Linked DNA regions of Anas platyrhynchos: region 1 is linked to region 2. The links are chromatin contacts, called in public Hi-C maps. All regions are on one chromosome and are shown on one strand. Each heading gives the region's core, a stretch centred on a gene start, on an enhancer-like site or on the middle of the called end of the contact. The rest is flanking DNA. Distances are from core to core; before and after follow the strand shown.

The links. A called contact is a pair of places that touch in the nucleus more often than the background predicts.
Region 1: a Hi-C map of subcutaneous adipose tissue shows a contact between it and region 2, with 2.6 times the contacts expected there. The contact joins the promoter of IDO2 here to the promoter of ZMAT4 in region 2. A contact is called at or near these places in 4 of 8 Hi-C or Micro-C datasets (liver, skeletal muscle and subcutaneous adipose tissue).

Annotation. Positions count from the first base shown.
Region 1 is chr23:495,775-502,382 of IASCAAS_PekinDuck_T2T, reverse strand. It overlaps IDO2 (indoleamine 2,3-dioxygenase 2), which reads left to right and starts at 1,523. Exons shown (of 10, transcript XM_027443603.3): 1 at 1,523-1,732; 2 at 2,443-2,538; 3 at 3,020-3,139; 4 at 3,258-3,376; 5 at 3,684-3,698; 6 at 4,253-4,352; 7 at 4,484-4,601; 8 at 4,773-4,824; 9 at 6,200-6,348. The coding sequence starts at 1,634. LOC101791193 (disintegrin and metalloproteinase domain-containing protein 2) reads left to right here. Exons shown (of 18, transcript XM_027443602.3): 18 at 1-64. The coding sequence ends at 64.
Region 2 is chr23:365,283-371,959 of IASCAAS_PekinDuck_T2T, reverse strand. It overlaps ZMAT4 (zinc finger matrin-type 4), which reads right to left and starts at 2,444. Exons shown (of 7, transcript XM_005029474.6): 1 at 2,276-2,444.

The sequences.
Region 1 (6,608 bases), core at 274-2,773, 130 kb before region 2:
AGAAAGCACTGAGGAGGAGGGGAGCGTGTTGGATGCGCAGTAGCATAGCTGGAGAGGACTTTAAAGGTAAGTCGTTGCCAAAGTCACCCAAGTTTTGTGCCAATGTTGTAAACAGTCTGCACGTGGTGGCACAGCTGGCAGTGGAAACCGGGGAATGGGAAGAGTCTCTGCACCAGCACGTAGGGGGTGTTAGGGGGAGCGTCAGGGCAATGGCACTGCAGGTGGCCCAGGCATCACCGCAGAGGGCGGGCGGCAGGTTCCCAGCTGCTGGCAGTTCCTGCAGCACATCGGCTCCCAGGCACCAACAGACGTGGCCAGGGAGGTCGCAGGAGCTGGAGAGGGCAGTCACGAGGCAGCAGCCGGTCAAATGTCCTTGGGACGTGGCTGTGGATGACAGCCGGGAGGTGACGAACTCCCGTGTGACGGAGCGGAGAGGCTTGGAGGCGCTCCCTGGGATGGGAGCGGGTGCACGGTGGGGTGGCTGCTGCAGCTCACGGCGAGTCTCAGGGTGGTGCCGTGCCACACACGGGGGGCAGGCAGGGTCTGGGGGCTGAGGTCACTGCGTGAGGGGCTGGCGGGGACTAACGGGCATCCCTGTTGTGTGTTTGGCAGCTGCCTGCAGGGCTCTGGACTTTGGGGAGCACTGGAAGGAAGATGCAGCAGCGCAGCACACAGAGACGTTTGTGGTCTCAGGTTCGGGATGTAACCCACAACAGTCACGTGTTCCCCCAGGGGCTGTGTGTGGGGGGTGTTGAAGCCTGTCTGAGGGATGCTAAGTCTGTAGTTTGTGTTTTTTTTGTGTGTTGTTCAATAAAAGACCCTCATCACAAGGACGTCCAATCCCCCTCTGTCAGCTCTGACTCCCCTGGGGCTGGGTGTGTGCAGCCCCAGGGAGAGCACGGGGAGCCCACGGTGCAGGCAAAATTAAAGCCATCATTAGAATCTTGTGCTTTGTTTGGCAATAGGAATTTAATGACAACCTCAGCGCACGCTCAGTCATTAGGGAGTTAGCTGGAAATGCAGATAAATCCTCAGCTGACATGAAATGTGGATTAGGGAGTTTTACTCCCTGCCACGCAGCACTTACTTTGTGGCAGCAGCTTCAGTTGTGGCTCCCATTAATTTATTTTGGCTGCACTGGGCATATTATTAGCACGTAAATCAGCAGCACCTTATGCAAGCACGGGGCTCGGGATGCTGTTGATGCCTGATGGAGCACACATTGCTCCTGCGGGGACAAGGTGCTCGGAGCCCCTGCGCAGGGGGATCCCCAGCCGGGTGCAGACCCTGCCGTGAGCCATGGGCAGAGCCACCAGCGCTGCTGAGGAGATCCCAGGCTGGGGGGGCAGCCTGCAGCCCCCGCCTGCAGCAAGGAGCCTTCCCTGAGCCCACTCCAGAGGTGGATGCTGACGAGGACGGGGCTCGGCGCTTGCTCCACGACATTGGCTTATCAGCAACCTTTAATCGTGTTTGCTCGACCCCTCTGGCCGCAGGCGGCCGGGGCCTCACCTGCCCCCCCAGGACAAGGTTCGTGGCCAGGGCGCACTGTGCTGGCTCAGCACATACCGGGCGCGGGGCAGTCGGTGCCTCCACGGAGCTGCAGCGCGTCCTGGCCCCACAGCCAGCACTGGGGATGGAGGCCGGCGATGGGAAGGAGGAGACCCCGCTGTCCTCGGCACTGAGCCGGTTTCAGCTCTCGGAGGATTACGGCTTCCTGCTTCCCAACCCTCTGGTAGGAGATGGCCGTGCCACCGTGCCCGTGGGCTGCAGGAAACAGCAGGGAAATGGAGGGGCTGGAGATGTTTGGGTGTCCATTTAATGCTATTTTACAAGGGTTTGGAAAATCAGTGAGCAATGCCTGTGATACTTCGGGTCAGGCAGCTTCATAGGACAAATTCCTCGCTTTAAAAATTACACTGGCTGCAGCACGTGGCACAGGAGAGAGGGGAAGGAGCTCTGCAATTCAGATATTGGCCTTGGATTTACAGGATTTCACAGGAGTACGAGGAGAGAATTTAGAAGGCAACTCTCCCATGCCGAAAGCAGAGCCATTTGTCACTGGGGCGCAATTTACAGAGGGAGCTCTCAGGGACAGGCAGATACTTGTTTATCGCCCATTAATTCCCCATCATGCAGGCTGATATTACAAGAGGGGGAACCAGACATAAACCATTAGCTGCGACTCCCAGGGCTGGATGGATGCTGGAGCCCGGGCTGGCTGACAGCCGCTTTACCCCCCCCTGCAGAAACCTCTGCCCATGCTGCAGGCTGGGGGGTGCGGGGTGGGCTCCTGCCCCAGCTCCGTGCAGGCTCCCCAGCAGCACCAGCAGCAGCCCTCAGCACCGTGCTGCTGTGCTGGAGCACAGGGAGGGGAGCGCTGCAGGCGCTGTGCGGGGGGCTGTGTGCTGACAGCCCCCCCCTTGCTTCTCAACTCCTCCCAAGACGGAGCTGCCGGCCCCCTACGGCCCGTGGATGGAGATCGCCCATGAGCTGCCCCAGCTGATTGCGAGCCACCGGCTCCGCTCTCGCGTTCACCAGGTAAACTGCTGGCAGGATCCCCGTGTACGGGCAGCTCCGTGTGTGTGTGTGTGTGTGTGTGTGTGTGCTGCTCCTGCCTTAGCTGGTGCTGCCGTAGGGAAGGGCGGTGTGTATGGAAAGCGCACAGAGGGACCGTTGGTTATAACCAACACGATGCAGAGGCAAAGCCTTGGGCACAGAAATAGCTCCTGACACAGCTGCTGGGCTGTCCCAGCCGGAGTGCGGTGGCAGGGGAAACCCTCTAGATGTCACGAGAGCTGCAGCTCCCGCAGTCCTCCCGGCACGGGGCAGTGACACCCCTGGGGTTCCTGAAACCATCGCACGCAGCAAACCAGTCAGTCCATAGCGAGCGGTGCAGGGCTGGAGGGAAAGGAAAAGGGCAGGGAGAGGTGACGGGGGGGGCACTCCTGGCTGGGGGGGCACACAGGGAATACACTCTGTATGGCTGCGGTGCTCCGTGCTAACCAGGGTCTCGTTGTAGATGCCCCAGCTGAGCACGCGGCACCTCCGAGGGCGCGAGGAGCTGTACTTGGCCCACCTGGTGCTCAGCTTCATCACCATGGGCTACCTGTGGCAGGAGGGCGAGGAGGGCACCGTGAAGGTAACCGCAGGTTGCGCTGCTCCCCTGGGACTGCAGCCAGAGCCGTCCCGCTGAGGCCGAGCCTCCTTCCCAAGGCCGGAGCTGGGGCACCACCTCTCCCGTGCTTTGTGCCCCCCAGGTCCTGCCCCGCCACCTCGCCGTCCCCTTCTGGGAGGTGTCGCAGGCCCTCGGGCTCCCCCCCATCCTCAGCCACGCAGACTTTGTCTTGGCCAACTGGAGGAGGAAGGACCCCAGCGGGTAAACAGCGAGCGCGGCTCCTGCGGCCGGGTCAGCAGCAACGAGCACAGCTCCAGTCCTGACCAAAACCTCTTAAAACCCAGCATAGCCGGGGGGCAGCTCACAGCTAAGGGCCGGGGAGGGGATTTGCCCCATGGGCATGTGTGGGGCAAGCGGGAGCATCTGCCCCAGGGATGGTGCTGCCTCTGGCGAGCAAACTCGTTTGTGTTACGCAGCACAGCCCATTGCTAGAACGATTTATAACACCTCTCTCTCTCCCTCTCCCCTTTCCCTGTGTATTTGCTGGCAATGCCCAAAATGCCTGCAGGCCTCTGGAAATTGAGTAAGTATTTAAGATGCTTATTTATTTTCTAACAGTATTAGTTTTGTTTGAATTGGCTTAGTGCTCCTACACTGCAGGGCTCTGCTTAGGTTAAACCTCTCTCTCGGTACACGAGCAGAAGAAAAACAGCTCGGTCCTTGGCACACAACCACCACTGAAACAACAGCAAAGCCACCACGGTCACGGCTGAACCGTGGCAGTTCCAGGCTGTGCAGAGCCTGGCTGCCAGGGACCAGACCTGTAGCCAGCGAGGGCACAAGGAGGGTTCAGGATCCCTCAGAGCCAGAGCAGAGCCTGTTGCTCCCTTTTGCCCTGTGCCAACTTCCCTTTGCTCGGGGTGCAGAAGGCCCTGCAACGGGAAGGATTTTGCATGGGTGGGGGAGCTGAGGTCCGTCCTGATGCTGGGTGGGGGGGTGGCTGCACGCAGCAGCTCCTCCAAAAATCTCACCCACCCCTGGGAGGCAGCAGCAGAGCTCAGCTCCCCGCCAGGATGCGGCGTCAGGGCTGGGGGGCAGGCGAGGGCAGGGGGAAAGCTGCTGCTGCCCGCCCTGCAGGAACCTGGACCCCATCATATCGCTGCCCGGGGGAGAGAGCCTGAGGGGGTTCATCCTCGTCACCTTCCTGGTGGAGAAGGCGGCGGTGCCTGGCATTAAGGTAGGGCGCGAGCCCCCCGCTGTGCCCTGCAGCTGCCTGGCCCCAGAGCCCAGCCCTCGGGGCTGCCAGCGAGTACCCCGAGCACATCCCAGCCCCTCCATCGCTTTGTGCTCCCCCTCTGCTCCTCGCAGGCGATCCCTCAGGCCATTCGTGCCATCCGGCAGCTTGACGAGGAGACCCTGCACCAGGCCCTGCAGGGGCTGGCGACGGCCATCGGGGCCATGGGCAAGGCTCTGCAGAGGATGCACGGTAACAGCAGCCTGGGGCAGCCCTTGGGGGGCCGTGCACGGGGCTGCTCACCAGCTGCACTGCGCCAATGTGCTGGTGCTTGGCCCAGAGAGCAGCTCATAAGGGTCCTGCCCGTGGGAAACGCCGATGCAGACTGCCCGCAGTGACACCTCCGATCCAATTTCCTCCTAGATTACGTGGATCCAGCAGTGTTTTATGCCGTGATCCGGATCTTTCTCTCTGGGTGAGTATGGAGCATTTCCATTCCTCCACAGACACCACGGGCGGGGGGGCTCTGCTGGGAAGGGGGAGCCCTGCTGGGGCTGCTCAGCTTGGCAAGGCAGCAGCATGGCAAAAAGAGCCCAGTGCCGTGGTTTTGTTATCCCTCATCTTCCCTGCTGGGCTGCAAGCATCCCAAACTGCTCCGCTCTTGGGCTTCTCAGGGGGTTTCTATTTTTATTTCTATTCGGCATATCTCAGCATTCCTCAGTCAAAAGGCTCCATGCATCCTGATTATGTTTCTTTCATTTTTTATCCCAACTGACCTTGTCTTGATGGCCATCAGCTTGGAAAAACATGCCTTTTAAATTCCCTTCTGCTTAGAAGAACTTCCCACTAGTAGAGGTTACTATAAATACATCCATGGGAGAGCTAAAAATATTAAGGTATTTGATAATGAATCTATTTTCTCTGCAATTTGAGCAAAATCTGCAGTCAAACAGCCCTAACAGCCAGTACTGAAAGCTTCATGAAATGGTGCATTCTTCGGAAGGTCAAGAGATATTTTTGTGCCAGGCACATTATCTCTCTGAAATTATAACTTCTCTTTCCATTTGCAAGAGAGCATTTATCCATTTTTGCACAACAGGAGCATAAACCACTGTGACATGGGCTGAGAGTTAATGGTGTTTGGGGCGGGGGGGGGGCAGCAGCGCTGCCCAGTTCCCAGCCCTACTGGGGGCGAGCGTCCTTTAGAAGAGGGAGGAAATCACATTACGGCCTTGTGCTCTGCTAAATAAATAGAGACTCTCCTGCACTGTCTTTAAAGACATCATCAGCAAGAATGGAGAAAAATCCAAAGTCAAAACTTCAGGGGCTCAGAGGAGCTCTTGTGTGGCTCTTACTGGTGCAGAGGCAGCCGGGCTGCTCCTGGTGGGGACTCAGGGAACTAATGCCTGAGGTGCTGCTGCTCTATGCTGCACAGCAGGGCAGCTGATCCCCTCTTGCCCTCTCAGTGCCAACCCCCAGGACCTGGCCAGGGGCTGGGGACGCAGCCACAGCAGGGGCTGGTCCCAGGAGCGTGCCCTGGGGTGACTGCCAGAGCCTGGAGCCCCACACTGCGATCCCTCACTTGTGGGAAGAACGGTAGCGATGGATTTCTCCCCACAGCTGCGACCTTGCTGGGCACCTTGCTGTGGTGTTCAGTTCCCAAATTTATCCTGTGCTTGAGGACGGCTGGCAAGGCTCAGTGAGGGGGAGGCGATCCAAGGACGGGGTCAGGAAGGTTTTACCCCAGCTTGTCAGCCCAGGGTCACTTCTCTGCAGTCTGACCTGCTGACAAAGCGTGGGGGCTTCGCTGCGTGGCCGCCCCCTTCCTGAGCACCTTGTGCCTGGCTCAGCTGGAAGGACAACCCTGCGATGCCGGACGGGCTGGTGTACGAAGGGGTCTCCGAGGAGCCCATGGCCTTCTCGGGAGGGAGCGCGGCACAGAGCACCGTCCTGCATGCTTTTGATGAGCTCCTGGGGATTCGCCACAGCCAGGAAAGCAGTAAGTCAAACACTTCTTCCTTTTAAAACAAATCACTAATAATTTGGGGGGCACAGAACCAAGCCAGCACATTTCCTGTGGCTTTGCCCACAGCAGATTTACCAGCTGATAGGGCCGCGTCTCCAGCTCGCCCTCCCCAAAGCCCTGTCACAGCATCTGGCTGGGAAGAGGCTCTTCCCAGTACATTACAGAGGAAGTCCATAAATGAGGCTCTGGCAAGCACCTCCATGCTGCTATAAATTCCCGGAGGGACAGACTTT
Region 2 (6,677 bases), core at 1,195-3,694:
GCCCGGCCATTCATGCTCCCACATAAACCTCTGGGCAGGGAGAGGGGGCATCACTGGGGACAGGGCTGCACAGCTGGGAGCGAGGTGCTAAGACAGCAAGGATCATCCCTGCAGCAATCCCACTACAAACTGGAAGCAGCAAATACAACGGATCCTGGCAAATAACAGCAAAACGCCTCCACACACATAGAGGACACTTTTCCAAGAAGGGTTAGTTTGCAACACCATGAATAGCTCAGGAAACCTCAGCACACCTGAGGAAGTGGAGATGCAGCAAACTGTTCAAACTGTTCTGCACTTTTTGTGATTCCAGCGCAGCGAGCAGAGCAGGGCAGCAAAGCACAAGGGAGGGAGGTTGGAACTGTGAGGAAAGTTAAAACAGGGTAACGCAGACCAGAGTAAAGTGACTTCTGAAACATGCGTACCCAGGTTGGCCAGGTACAGGCAGAAATGCAGGGCTGACCGCTACACAGGGACAAGGATTAATTATTTGAGTGACTCAGAAGTGACTAAGGCTGGTCAGAAAAAAACGGTTGGGATGGGGGGAAATCAAGCCAAGTTTTAGAACACAGTCCCACTCAGGGATGTGACGGGAAGGCAGCATCCTCCCCAGGGAAAGAGATGCAGAAGGCACCAAAGCAGGTGCAGGGTCACTGGAGTTAGGAGGTTTCTGATTGATAGGTCTACTCTCCTGAAGGGAAAAAATAAAATAAAAAAATGTCCTGCCCTCACCATTTCTGACAAAATGGGGGGGGGGGGGGGGAAGACCCTTTTGTTTTTTTACCCTAAAAAGCTCCTGCTCTGCCCCTTCCTACAGTAGATGAGTCACTGTCTAGCAACCTTTATCAAAATATCTCTTACAAAATTGTTTATATCGAGTCACTGCCACTCCCACCCCACAGCACAGTACCAGGGAAGCCGCAGGAGACCCCCATCACCGTCCCTTTCCTGTGCAATGACGAGAGCCTGAAGCAGGTCCCCCTCTGCCCAGCGCCCCCGCCACCCCACTCCAGCTCAGCTGTGCCCCATGGCTCCCCTGCGTTCCCCTCTCACATTTCAGGGACGGTTGTTTGTGTTTTGCAGATGGATAGCACGTGCTCATACGAGAGCCAACAGCACAACCTCATGCAGAAAATGCAAACTGGTGATTTTTTACTGTCTACTCAAGGCTTCGCAAACCTTGTTCTGCGCCCAGTGACGCACACTAAGGTCACTCCAGCACCAGAGGAGGGCAAAAGGAGCATGTGGCTGCCTGAAGGGCAGTGATCAGGGAGATCCCATCAGGAGCTGACAGGCACTGCTCAGGTCGGGTATTACTAGTCAATGGGTATGGATCACCAGCAATTCAGACGTCTCAGGAGTCATTACAAAAGATCTTTCAGGCAGCCCCAAACAGCAGGCACCTGGCTCGTGCTGTATGAGGGACGGACAGAGCTCAGGCTCTTGGACCTATGGACAGCCCTGGTGCAACACGTGTGGTCAGCCAGCCCCAGGGGACACAGACCGAGCCCCTTCTCCAGCAGCAGCCACCGGCATAAGTTTGCAGCTGCTTTCCCTGCGGGCTGCTGCAATGAGCCTGTTCGGGGCTGCCCCAGGGTCAGCAGCCCCAGCCCCAAGCTACCTCCCTGGAAACCCACTTTTGCTCTCTAAGTGGGGCTCGCTCGGGAAGTTCTCCAAACTTCACAAGCAGCAGAGAGAATAAGCTGTTTTCCTGCATCTGCAGCTATCCACACTTCCACCTGCAGCCCGAGGAGCTTGCTTTCCCAAGCAGGGCTGTGGGAAATGCTGCACAAAGACCTTTCGGTAAAAGCACCCCGAGTTCCCACTGGCCACCCAGCCTGGGAGCTGCCTCACTGGGGAAGCCCTCGCCAAGGGGCCCGCTCGGCTTTGGCCACCTGCTAACAGGTGGATGCCTCGCTCACTAAAACCACCACCAGGAAAGCACCCTGACAGCCGGCAGGCATCCGAATCACGAGCACACCGTGTGCCAGCCACCTCTGACCTCCCCCCGCGGCACGAGGGCAGCGCAGCGGGTGCCAGGCTGGCCCCCGAGCCCAGGCTCTGCTGTGGCAGCGGCGCCTGCAGCACCGAAACCGCCCCAGCCGCCTCCTGCACCTGGCACCTCATCCCGGCAGCGCAGCGCATCACCTCCCACTGCTCTCCCACAAGCACTGTTACCTCACAGCTCTGATTTCCCAATAAACTTTCCTCCAACTCTAATCAACACAGATCCAAGCAACAAGCAGCACACAAGCCGGGAGGGAGGGGGCAGTACCTTCGTGTCGCTGGTGGGGCTGGCGCACAGAGGATATCGCAGCTGCTCCAGCGATGCTGCCGGGGAAGGAGCACACTGGAGTTGCAATTGCAGCTCTCCTCTCCCCGCGACCAGATCTCGCAGCCGTCCAGACCAACTGTGCTGGAAAGGCACTCGGCGATCATCTGCTGGAGCTCCAGCTCCACCCCTAGCAGCAGCGATTGGCTCTGTGGTGCTCTGCAAGGCTGCACTGGCCTCAGCAGCCTCCCTCCGGATCCAGCTCCTACTATCATCAGGAGCTTCCCCAGAACCAATTTCCACGGCCCAAGGCAGGCCCTGGTCTTGGGGCAGGCTTGGCAGGTCAGGGGGAGGCAGAGCTGCCCAGCTTCACGTGGTGCAGCCCAAATCAAAGCACCTGGGAGGGATTTTCCTTACTACGAGAATATAAGGATGTGCAAATCTGATTTGTAGGGCAGAGGCTGTGAAGGATATCGCAGGCTCCAGGGGAAATATATTTAATTCCAGTTTCACACTTTTGCAGATGACGCACTTATTTTAGTACCCTGGGTTTATGCAGCAAACACACCTTGCACCGCAGGCTCCTGCCACACGTACCATTGGGCTACCACAGGAGGCAAGCCCCGCACACAGAGATGAAGGGCAGGAGCAGCTTTCCCAAGCAGTAACTGGAGGTGACATTGTCTCCCCTTCCTCCTTTCTGCTCCTAAGGGGAAAGGGTGCTGAGGACTGGCTGGATACCACGGGGGGGTTCTGCTCCCACCTGGCTGACTCGGCAGGCACCTCATTTGCCAGCACGGGAGCTTCTCCAGCTGGAGCAGCTGCAGCATCGGCAAGGAGCCGACCCCACACACTGCAGGGAGCCTGTGTGATGGGACCCGGGGACTGTGCCCAAGCCCAGAGGTGCCTCACGGGTGACCAGCAGCACTGGCAGCTCTGAATGCTCACAGTCCCTCCCCACAGCTTTGCCCATCTGAGACCAGAGACTGTTTGGCTTGCACAAGACTTGGGAGAGTATCAGAAAGCTAAGGGTAGTCCTCAAACCGCTGTTTATCCCTCTGCCTTCTCAGCAGCTCATAAATATTCTCTTTGATGCCTGGTAATTCCTGTTGTATTTCACAGGCCAATTAATTTGGAGACTTAGAAAATACACTTTAAAAATATCAGAAATCTCTTGCTATTTTGATTTGTATTTAAAATCAGAACTCCTCAAATACACAACAATGTTATAATGACACTCGGAGCAGTGATTGCTCATTTCTGCATGAAATATCTGAGAAGTTGAAAACATTTTTTGCCAGTTCATCAAGACAGAAAAACTCACTAAGGTGGGGCAGAGACATGCTAGCCCGTTTGGTTTTAGAGGACATGTGAAGTAGTGGTACGAGTTCATTCCTCAGCACCATACAAGACTGCTACATCACGTCAAACCCAAGCACTGGCGTCACCAACGCAGATGTTGCCCTCCCACATCCCCCACCACAGGGACGATCAGTGCCCACGTTTGCCTGTCCACCTCTTTCCACTGCAGTCCAATTCCTCTTTGAGGTAACCCCCAACCAGCATCCCTCCTGTTACTCTGTAAGAAGGGCACCTGGATGCGACAAGGAGGAAAGCAGCAAGAGAAATAAGATCTAAAGAACAGAATTTTTACAGAGTGACAGAAGAAAGATGGAGAGCTCTGAAAGCTCCATAATTAACAGGGTTTGCTCAGCACAGGTGACGAGCTGAATCACCCTGGTCTGATGGCATCGTTGCTCGTGTCAGGGCAATTCCTTAGCACTTGCTAAGTAGGAAATGAGGACGCGATGGGGCAGAGAGGTTCTGCTTCCAGCCTTGGCAGGTGATATTTACAGCCCATGACGCACATGCAGACAGCCAGGAGAAAGGCAGCTAACATGGCTCTGCTCTGCTCTGCCCTGCCTGTCCTATTCCCGGCACGCGCCTTCGCAGGGACCAACGTGCTGAGTGCCTCAAAGGCCTGCGCTGCTCAAGGCAGCAGAGGGCCTGGAAGAACTGCAGCACACCCACTTGTCCTGCATGCTGACACAGGCTTCTTTATGCCTCTACTTCCAAAGCCAGGTAAAAATGAGCATACTTTGTTCCCTTTGTGAACATTTGGCTAATCAAAGAGATTACAGACCTCCGCCATTCCGCACGACAGAGCTCTGCTGTCTAGCACCTTTGCCAGAGCCGGATAAAAATGCTCTATCTTAAGTAATATTTCTTGCCAGAAAGCATATATTGCATACGGAAGAGAGCAACTGCCAGGTCTGAGTGGTACATGGGGCACGAGCATGCCCAGGTTCCTGCAGTGAAGCTGTGATGATGGGGCTGTAAGGACGGAGCCAGGCTCTTCTCAGCGACATCCAGTCACAGGACAAGGGGCAACGGGCGCAAGCTGGAACACAGGGGGTTCCGCTTAAATGGGAGGGTGACAGAGCGCTGGAACAGGCTGTCTGTGGGTTTGTGGAGTCTCCTCTGCGGACATTCAAAACCCACCTGGACGCGTTCCTGCGTGATCTGATGGAGGTGTTCCTGCTCCGGCAGGGGGATCAGACTGGGTGATCTTTCAAGGTCCCTTCCAATCCCTCACACTGTGTAACTGATGGTCTCAGCAAGGTGGTGCCTTTAAGAAGCAAGTTGATTTAGTTTGATTTGTTTCTGTTAACCACACTTTTTAGAAGGTCTCAGGGATCTTGCTTGTACAAAGTGGCTGAGCCACATTGCTGCACTTTTGCTGCTGGGTGTCTGGAACACTCACCTAAGAAGTAAAATGCTCTTTAAATCACCCAAAGGACCTCACCAGCAATTTTTCTATTTCCAGCTTAATCTGCCTGGCAGTAGTTTTACAAACTGTTCAAGCTGTGATGCCTCACGATCCTGTTTGGCTTTTTAGCTGCAAATGCTCCTTAACAGTTAGGGGTTTAAGCCATGCATCTAAGCCTCCAAAACTGACACAAACTCCTCAGAGCTGCCACCTGGAGCCTCAGATACTTCAGTGCTAAGAAGGGCAGATCAGACAATATTTGCAATGATACACCTGCACCTGCCATCCAGGGAAGAGATATTTCTTAAATCTCTTCCTTTTTTTTTTTTTTTTTTTTTTAAGGATTACTTAGTTCCCAGAAGCATCACATGCTCTCTTTTAATGGCAGCATCAGCATAAGAAAATTTAGAAATAACTTACAAATTAATAACTCTTTTGAAATTGTTCAAGCTGCACCCTCCCAACACCCGGCACGTTCCCTCATCTATCAAGGAGCGCTAACCCCCTTTCTTTGGGTTTTCTTGTAGCTCCCGGACTCAGGAAGCAGCCACCGAGGCTGCCTACCTCTCAGCCCCCAGAAAGGGGCACGAGGCTGCTGCTGGGAGAAGCCAGGCACCAGCATCCAGCAGCAGCCTCGAGGCACCGTGATACATTGCTGTACTGAAAAACACAGTGAGGCTGGGGAAACGGTGAGCCAGCCCAGAGGGAGCAAAGCAGCAAACCACCGCACAGGACCAGGGGTAAGAGCCCTTAAATAAACCACGGAGAGCAGCTGCCCTGGCTCCTGCACTGCGTGGGGCCGTTCCCTCCCCTGGGGCTGCAGCGTCCCAAATGCTCTCCCAGAGCCTGGCAGCGTCCCCGTGGCACTGACTCCACACAGCTCAGGGGTGGTGCGCTTCAAGGCTCCCCAAACAGAAATGCTTCCCAGCAAAATTCCACTTGCAGAAAATAATGGCAAGTCTGAGTAATGTTTTACTGCCCTCCTTTGTGCCAAGCAAAAAGGAATAGCTCCCCACAGCTCTCCCTGATAGACTTGGACAGCCCCGGCTTTGTCTGAAGCGCAGCACTGGAAAATTCAGCCTCTGCTCCATCCCAGCACCCTGCCAGGGCTTCGGAATGTGTTTACTGGCCCTGAACTGGGCTGCTAATTATGGAACAACCTGAAACGCATCAAAATATGGAGCCGGAAAGCAGCAGCTGTGATTGATTAACAGTAGTGAAGCTGAAGGGTCTGATCATTCTCAAAATCTCCTTAACATCTCATTCTCCAAGGAGGGAGAGGCAGCTGCAGCCACAGAGCAGAGCAGAGCTCAGGTCAGGGCCTCTTCCTGCCTGGATGGGCTCTGCGCAGGCTGCGCTCTGCCCTGCAGTGCCTGCAGCAAGAAGCAGACCAGGAGAGATGAGCGAGCTCGGCAGGCTGCCTGCCTGGGAGGGAGGTGATTGCACTGACTTGAGGTGCACATGTGCCACCGGCACTGCTGCGTGGGCAGACCGCTTGCCAGCATGCACGGCCTGAACCTGGGCTCTTGCAAGCAGCTCTCGTTCAACACACACAGACCAGAGGTTGCCAGAGCATGGCTGACCCAAAAGCCCAGCACCGCCACAAGCACATTTTGGGTACCCGACATCCCCTGC